2 separate regions of the Mus musculus genome follow, and region 2 is linked to region 1. The links are chromatin contacts, called in public HiChIP or PLAC-seq maps. All regions are on one chromosome and are shown on one strand. Each heading gives the region's core, a stretch centred on a gene start, on an enhancer-like site or on the middle of the called end of the contact. The rest is flanking DNA. Distances are from core to core; before and after follow the strand shown. Region 1 has its middle 21 kb from the start of Gm40557. Region 2 overlaps Ttc7b (tetratricopeptide repeat domain 7B).

Region 1 (3,506 bases), core at 298-2,797:
CTAGTTAGACCTCTGTAAGCTCAGTGCCAGCTGGATTAGTGAGTTCCAGCCATTCAGAGATACACATAGTGAGACTCTATCTTAAAAAAAATAAAAAATAAAAAAAAATGAAGTTACTGAATAAAGCCAGAGGCTGATCAGTGGAATACATGGACCACTGATGAGGTGAGGGGCAGCAAGACCTGGGCAGTTAGGGCAAATATATGAGATAAGATGTCTGGGAAAGAGGGAAGGGCTCGGAAGGTTTAAAAAAAACAAATAGTGCAGGTATAGGCTCACAGCACAAGTCAGTTTCCAAGAGTCTGGTTCCAGGATAACCACACACACACACACACACACACACACACACACACGCGCGCGCGCACGAGCGTGTTCAGGCAGATGCTTAAACCCCAGTACTCAACGCTCCTATGGAAAGTGGTTAGTCACACAACATGCATGTGCTTTGAGCCATCTCTAGATGCTTTAATGCAATATAAATACTTTCTAAGTGGCTGTTAGGATTGTTTAGGGAGTAACGACAAGAGAATCTGTGTTTGGTTCATGTGCAGTTTGATGCTCCCAGTCCCACCCCCTACCCCCACCCAGTTCCCAGTTGGGTAATGCTGTTCATGTAGAAACTTCAGACCACAGCAGCAGAGGCTATCCCTCGCGGAAGCCCAACGAACATCTTATGACTAGTCCCTTGCTCTGATTGGGTCTCCTACCTAAGCAATAAAATAGGTCCAGTCCTGTCATCTGCAGCAGCCTCAGAGAAGGAGACACTGGACAGGGTGGGCTGGAATGACAGCTGAGCTCCAGAGACAGGCTCCCAACCTTCCTCACCCCACCCCCACATCTTCTTTCCTTTTAATCTAGCAAAAAGCTTTCACCTCTTTTATTTATTTATTTTTTGATCTTCCGCGGCATAGAGGATTTAGGTATTTTGCATTCCAAATGTTTCTTCATGCTTTAGTTTAAACCCATAAAATGAATTCTAGGGCTCCGTGTTCTACAGAAAGCCCCAAATCCTGACTCCTCTCGGCAGCCCCGCCAAGGTCTCATCAGAATAATGCAGCACAATGGGATTTGTGTGTGAGTGTGGAGTGGGGGAGAGAGGGGAGGGTGGGGAGGGAGGAGAGAGGCAGGGGTGTGTGTGAGAGAGATTAAACTCCTAGTCTTTTAAATTTTGGATGGTTTCCATGGAAACTGGCAAGTCTTCTTTGCTCTCTTCAGTTTTCTGGAGACACCTCGGCAGCCGTCCTAGCTTCCTGAGTATGTTTGGATCAGAGTTCCAAGGTCCAGGCTTGGAGAGGGAACAAGCCTCATCTGAAACTGCTTTTTGGGACTCTGACCCCAAGGGGACATACGTTAGAGACTGAACAAGCCCCTCATTGGTCCCAGTCCTCTTTCTTCCCACATCTGCCTGTGGACGCTTTCAGTGGCGCTGCAGGATGGCAGGATGTGTGCTGGAAGCTGAAGAGAACTAGCTGAGTACTGCAGGAGGTGTCAGGGCAGGAGTGGAGAACAGGCTGCTCCCACCTACAGTCTACTGCTTTCTGCCATGCCTGTCTTGGATGCTCGAGGCCCCACTGCTTGGACCACCAGAGAGCCTTGTTGGACAGCTCCTCCTGGAAACTGCCTTTGGGGATCGCTCTGGATTTACCTACCAAGAATCTTTCACAGCGATAGAATCTACCATGCAGTGTTCACAGCGATAGAATCTACCATGCAGTGTGTGTGTGTGTGTGTGTGTGTGTGTGTGTGTGTGTGTGTGTGTGTGTGTGTGTGTGTATGCGTGCACGTGGCTTTCTTCACTCAGCATAATGTTTTCAAGGTTGTGCCTCTTATTAAGTAACATTGTTTCTTGCCAGGTGTGCTGGCGTCTTTAATCCCAGCACTTGGGAGGCAGAGGCAGGTGGACTTCTGAGTTCGAGGCCAGCCTGGTCTACAAAGTGAGTTCCAGGACAGCCAGGGATACACAGAGAAACCCTGTCTCGAAAACAAACAAACAAACAAAACAACCCCCACCCCCCAAAAAGTAACATTGTGTCTCTTCAGGACTAAATGATGATCCATTGAAAGATGGACTTGTTTCCTTCATCTTTGTATCATCAGTGGGCATGTGCATTGCTTCCACCTGGAGGGCTCCCTTACTCCGTGGTCAGTGACGCATGAGCTTTAGCAGGGATCCATGGGAACAATGCATACACCAAGGGAGAAAAAAACACCGTCTGGTACAGTAAGGTTCCTGTACCTATTTCTTTGGGGTTTTTTTGGGGGGGGGGTCAATCCAGAGTCCAGACACTGGGGTCCTCACTCTGACACAAGCCTTGTGTATCTGCTGGGAGCCCCTCAACATAGCCATCTTGTGGGGAACCTCACCGTTCAAGCTGGTATGCTTCTTTTGCCTGTAATGCACAGCACTGAAAAACCCTTGCTGGATGAAGGAAGCCACACAGCAGAAGCCCAGACTGTGATCTTTTATGGCAATAAAATGTTCTTAATAGGTAAATCCGCAGCAAAGGGCAAATCACGGTGTCCACAAGAGGAGGCGTTAGGGACCAACTTCTGATGAGCACAAGGTTTTCTTCTGACTGATGACAATGTTTGGAACTTGACAGAGATAGTGACTGCTCAGCATGTGATACTAAATGCCACTGAGTCATACATGCCCTGGAACTCCTCTAACTCACAGAGATCCTCTTGCCTCTGCCTCCCAAGTGTTGGGATTAAAGTCTGTGTGCTGCTGCCACTAACACCCTGCAAGTCACACATTCTTTAAAGATTCGTTTATTTTTATTTCCTGGGAATTAGTGTCTGTCTGTGTGTCTGTGTGCCTGTCTGTGTGTATTTGCATGGTGCCTGTTGCCCATAGAGGCCAGAAGAGGTGAAAGAGCATCAGACATCTTGGAACTGGAGTTACAAATGAGTGTGTGCTGCTGTGTAGGTCCTCTGCAAGAGCAGTAAGTGCTCCTAACTGCTGAGTCATCCCTCCAGCCCCTTAGTTACACATTCTACTGTGTCTGAGCCCTGTATAAATACAGCCAAAACAATGGGAGAATGTCTTTGGTTCTGGTAGCTTCATCTATCACTTCAAAACAGGATGAACCTGTATGTTTAGTAGCTTAGAACAATCACGACTCGTTTATCTCATGACTTTGCGGGTAAGGAATTCTTGCCTGGTCTAGCTAGACGTCTGAGTTAGTCTAGAATGCAGCTACTTACACTGTAACAGAATGTGGGAGTCACACACACACAAAAAAATCTCAACAGCAACAACAGCAACAAAAGGTTTGTAAACACACAACCACCTAAAATTAATTCAAAGTCAAAAGTTTGATGAGGGATATTGAGATGGCTCATTGCGTAAAAATAAATAGATATTTCATATTTTCGTACAACAAATCTGGGGTGCTCCTGGCAGGGCTCTCTCTGGGTGTGTTGCAGGATTCCATTGCAGCCTTAGCTCTGAACATACCACATGTGCAGTTTACATTGTATGTGCCATCACGCCATGCAACACT
Region 2 (3,689 bases), core at 679-3,178, 260 kb before region 1:
CAGATTCCGGGGTGGGTGGGTAGCCATGTTGCTTTTCTTTTTCATCTTTCATCTCTTATGCAGACAGTTCCAAGCATCACATCCCTTTCATTTCAAAAACTAGCATGCTTCCTCTGTTCTCATTGGTCCCACCTGATACCAGTGGTACAGCCAAGGCCTAGATTCCAAGTAGAGGGCTGCACCAAGGCCAGGGCAGACACGTCAGAACCGGGAGGTGTTTGAAAGGGAAGTGGCAGGCAGTGGGGACAAGCTGTGTGTAAGGGGCTAGCGAGACAAGTGTGTGTGGGAAGCGTGAAGGTAGTTCCAGCCCATTAGACAGGAACGCCCAAAGCAGCTGAGCCTCAGCCTCGGGAGGAGGCTTCCCTGGACCTTAAGGAACCTATGGGACTGGAGCTGAAGTGAGGAGTTCTGATCACCCGGGAGTCTGCTCAGCCTAAAAGGATCTCTAGGGTCCTGGCTTATTGGTCAGAATTAAAGGCTTCTTGGTATATAAGGTGGGGTGACTGGAGCTCACTGTGGAGAGCCACAGTGCAGGAGGAGAGCAAGGACTGATTTGATGCTCCCAGTGGTGACAGGGTTATCTGGAGGTAGGGTACTCAGTGGAGCTCTGGTCTCAGGAGAGAGGGGTCTGAGTAACATGTGACTTCCCCTCTGTGTGCTTCCTATTGCGGCAGGTGATGTTCACGTACGATGAAGGCAGCAGCTAGACAGAGACCTGAGTGTCAGCTCAAGTCAAGCTGAAATTAAAAGTCCACAGTAGAGTACAAGTGTCCCTGTGCTCAGAGCTTGGGTTCCCAGTGAGTTTTCTGCTGAATGTAGGCACACTTTTTTTTCCTTCCAGAGTTGTGGCCGGCTCCCAGATGGCCAGGCTGGCCTCATATCCTGCTGTGTTCTACCCACCCACCCCTTCTCCAGGCCGCCTGCTGCCCACTCACCTGCCCCACCTCCTCCAGGCCCACTCCCTAACTGGCTCTGTCTTCTTCTAGCTCGTTGCTGTTCTCTTGTCCCTTAGCTCTGGTCTCAGGAGAGAGGGGTCTGAGTGACATGGGACTTTCACCCTCATTGACACTGTTTGTTGCATGCAGACCCCACCCTCCTCCCGCTGGTTCCACACAGTCTAGGTTGGCACTCTGCTTTGGTTTAATCGTTTCCCTTCTGCCACTTGCCTTTCCATAACTGTATCATTAATTAATTAATTCATGGGATTAGCAATTACACGGGCACATGGTCTAGGCTGGGCAGTGAAGCTGTGCCATGTCCACGCTGCTTGCCTTGCTTCTGTGTACAGAGGAGGGGTGGAGCTGCCTCACAGGCTACCCTACCCGCACGAGACCGTTTGTTAGCTTTGCCCTGGCATGCCGGGTACACAACTGGTCATGAACTCTACTCGGATAGACACTGGTTGTTAAGTCGGAAGTGAGGGAATTTCAGCGTGTCTGAAATCCTGTCTATTTAGATGAATATAGATGTGGTCCAGCATGCTTTGAAGCACATAATCTTGTCTGTGGCTCCTTTCCTGCTGACCCTCACCTCCAGGTCTGTGGACTGCCTCCCATCTGTCTGGCTAAAGAGCCTTTGTAATGCAGTTAGCTCTTGCACTGTGGCAGTCGGGTTCCTCCTAGAATCTCCTAGGGGCCCGGACTTGCACCAAGTCTGATTTGGGCTATCACCCGGCCTGGCTCTTGTGTTTTGACTAATTGGATCCCAGGTGCAAGCCTTGCTTGGTCACAACCCCTCCTAGTCTTCTGTGGCTGCCAAACCATGTCTAGTGCTCATTTTCTTCCCCCAGATATTCATGATGTGTTGGAAATGAAGAAGAAAACACACACACCCATATTTGGAAAGCTCAGAGCTCTCTTGGGGGCGGGAGCAGGGCACAGACTGTTCTGTGGACAGCGAGGTGTTGCAGTGTGGCGTAGGGTGTAGCTGTTCACAGCGGGCTGGGGAGAGCGCAGAGCAGGAGAAACAGGAAGCCCCACTTTGGCTGCATGTCCCTGCCCTGTGCCTTGCCCAGTGCCCATGAGAGGTGGCAGCTTCTGTGCAGAGAGGCCTCAGGGTATGTAGGGACTACTGAATGCTGGGTTCTGGGATGTAGTACTAAATTATTGGTGGTGATTGCATCTTGCAAGGTGTCCTAAACATGTCCTAACCACTTGGCCCTATTCCCCTTGATCCTTGCTACCCTAAAGACAAGCATGGCTACAGGCCCCATTTAAGAGAGCTGGTGGGAAGATTCATCACTCCACCTCTTCACGGTTGTGTCACCGTGAGACTGCACACCCTTAGTGACAGAGGTTGATCCTGGTTGTGTTGAGGTCCTTTGAACAGCAGCTCTTAGAACCAGTGTAGACTCTGCAGGAGGTTGTGGACAGACAGCCTTTACTAAACAGTGCAGGCAGCCCTCAGACTTTTTTGTTTAAGGATATCTGGGACACTTTGGAGTTCCGGACAGGTTTTAAAAATCCAGAACCCAGAATTATATAGCAAGATGATAAACCAAAAGCTGTGGCTTAGGGCCACATCTGTCAGGATCACAACTTTTTGCAGGGGTCAGAGGTCGTTCTGCAGTAGGTGGGCAACTGCCACCAGGGGTCGCAGGAGCCTCATCAAGACTCAGACAGGAACCACTGTAGCGCATGCGCAATTGCTCCTTTCCAGGTGCATCACATACCTTACTTAAATTTACATGCCTCAGTACAGGGGAACACCAGGGCCAAGAAGTGGGAGTGGGTGGGTAGGGGAGTGGGGGGGGGGCATGGGGGACTTTTGGGATAGCATTTGAAATGTAAATGAAGAAAATACCTAATTTAAAAAAAAAGAAAAAAAAAGAGTTTTAAACATGTCCAATAGCTTATAAGACAATAATAGTTTTTGACTCTGGACTTTAAAGACATGCCTAGTTCTTTAAATTGTGATCAATAACATATTTTCAGACCCAGCAGTAAAACCAATCAACCTGAAAAAAAAATTATCTGCTTGCCATTTGTGTCTTAATACCTTATAGTTCCTACCCTGCTCCAAGGCAGGCTGACTTAGCGTCCCTATAGGCCGAGCTGGCATTTGCAGTTTCGGAGACTGAGGTCACTGGGTTATTAAACGGGAGTTCAGAGATGCATGGAGAAAATTGAGCTGCCTGGGCTTCTCTGTTAAACTGGAACTATAGTGAGGAGGGTCCAGGAATGCCCTGCACTCTCTAGGAGGAAGCTCCATAGCCTGTAGTTGTTCAGCTGGGTCACACCCAGGCTTATCAGCCTGTCATGAATGCCTGGGACAGCTTTAGCAGAGACTGAGTTTACACAGGGACCTTTGAAAAGGGAAAGAAAACATGAGATCGTTAGCGGGGATCGTGCCCTGTATCCTCCTGGGTGAAGGTCCGTGGTAGTAAGGAAGCCCATGTGAAAGCGCCAGGGTTTCCTGACGGGTTCTTTGAAGCAACAGAATCTTGTCTTAAGCTTTAGCAATCGCGTGTTTACAAATGAACATGACCTTCTAGGTGAGCAGTAGAACAAGACAGTTCTCTGATCTTTGGGGGTTTGTGTCCCAAGAAGCTACTGAAGTAGAAAGCTCACGAATCAGTGCCTGAGACCGTGTGAGACACCGGACACAGCCTCAACTCCCCTGTGCTTATGTCCCCTGTGTCTAGAGAGCGTGCAGGAGACCAGAGAAGCCTCATTGCGTTTCTTTGAAAA

What was found. HiChIP or PLAC-seq counts read pairs in DNA pulled down with a chosen protein or histone mark.
Region 2: a contact with region 1 is called in an H3K27ac HiChIP or PLAC-seq map of extraembryonic endoderm stem cells. The contact joins two enhancer-like sites. A contact is called at or near these places in 1 of 39 promoter capture datasets (neural stem cells), 1 of 15 datasets of contacts at CTCF or cohesin (pro-B cells), 10 of 484 Hi-C or Micro-C datasets (the C10 cell line, the HPC-7 cell line, Th1 cells and 7 more), 4 of 115 datasets of contacts at active chromatin or transcription factors (embryonic basal ganglia, embryonic stem cells, extraembryonic endoderm stem cells and 1 more) and 1 of 9 other capture datasets (liver).

What each region holds. Positions count from the first base shown.
Region 1 is chr12:100,219,667-100,223,172 of GRCm38.p6, reverse strand. No RefSeq gene overlaps it. Among named protein-coding and RNA genes, the nearest start is that of Gm40557, 21 kb to the left of the region's middle. Within about 2 kb of position 1,547, at least 59 of the 459 cell types and tissues checked have an H3K27ac peak or open chromatin away from gene starts, as enhancers often do. A contact at or near this core is called in cerebral cortex, cortical neurons, extraembryonic endoderm stem cells and 1 more, where this site is marked.
Region 2 is chr12:100,479,025-100,482,713 of GRCm38.p6, reverse strand. The region is part of intron 3 of Ttc7b (tetratricopeptide repeat domain 7B); the gene reads left to right. It overlaps Gm36375 (elastin-like), which reads left to right. Exons shown (of 2, transcript XM_006516439.4): 2 at 1-3,689. Among named protein-coding and RNA genes, the nearest start is that of Gm36375, 14 kb to the left of the region's middle. Within about 2 kb of position 1,928, at least 78 of the 459 cell types and tissues checked have an H3K27ac peak or open chromatin away from gene starts, as enhancers often do. A contact at or near this core is called in cerebral cortex, cortical neurons, extraembryonic endoderm stem cells and 1 more, where this site is marked.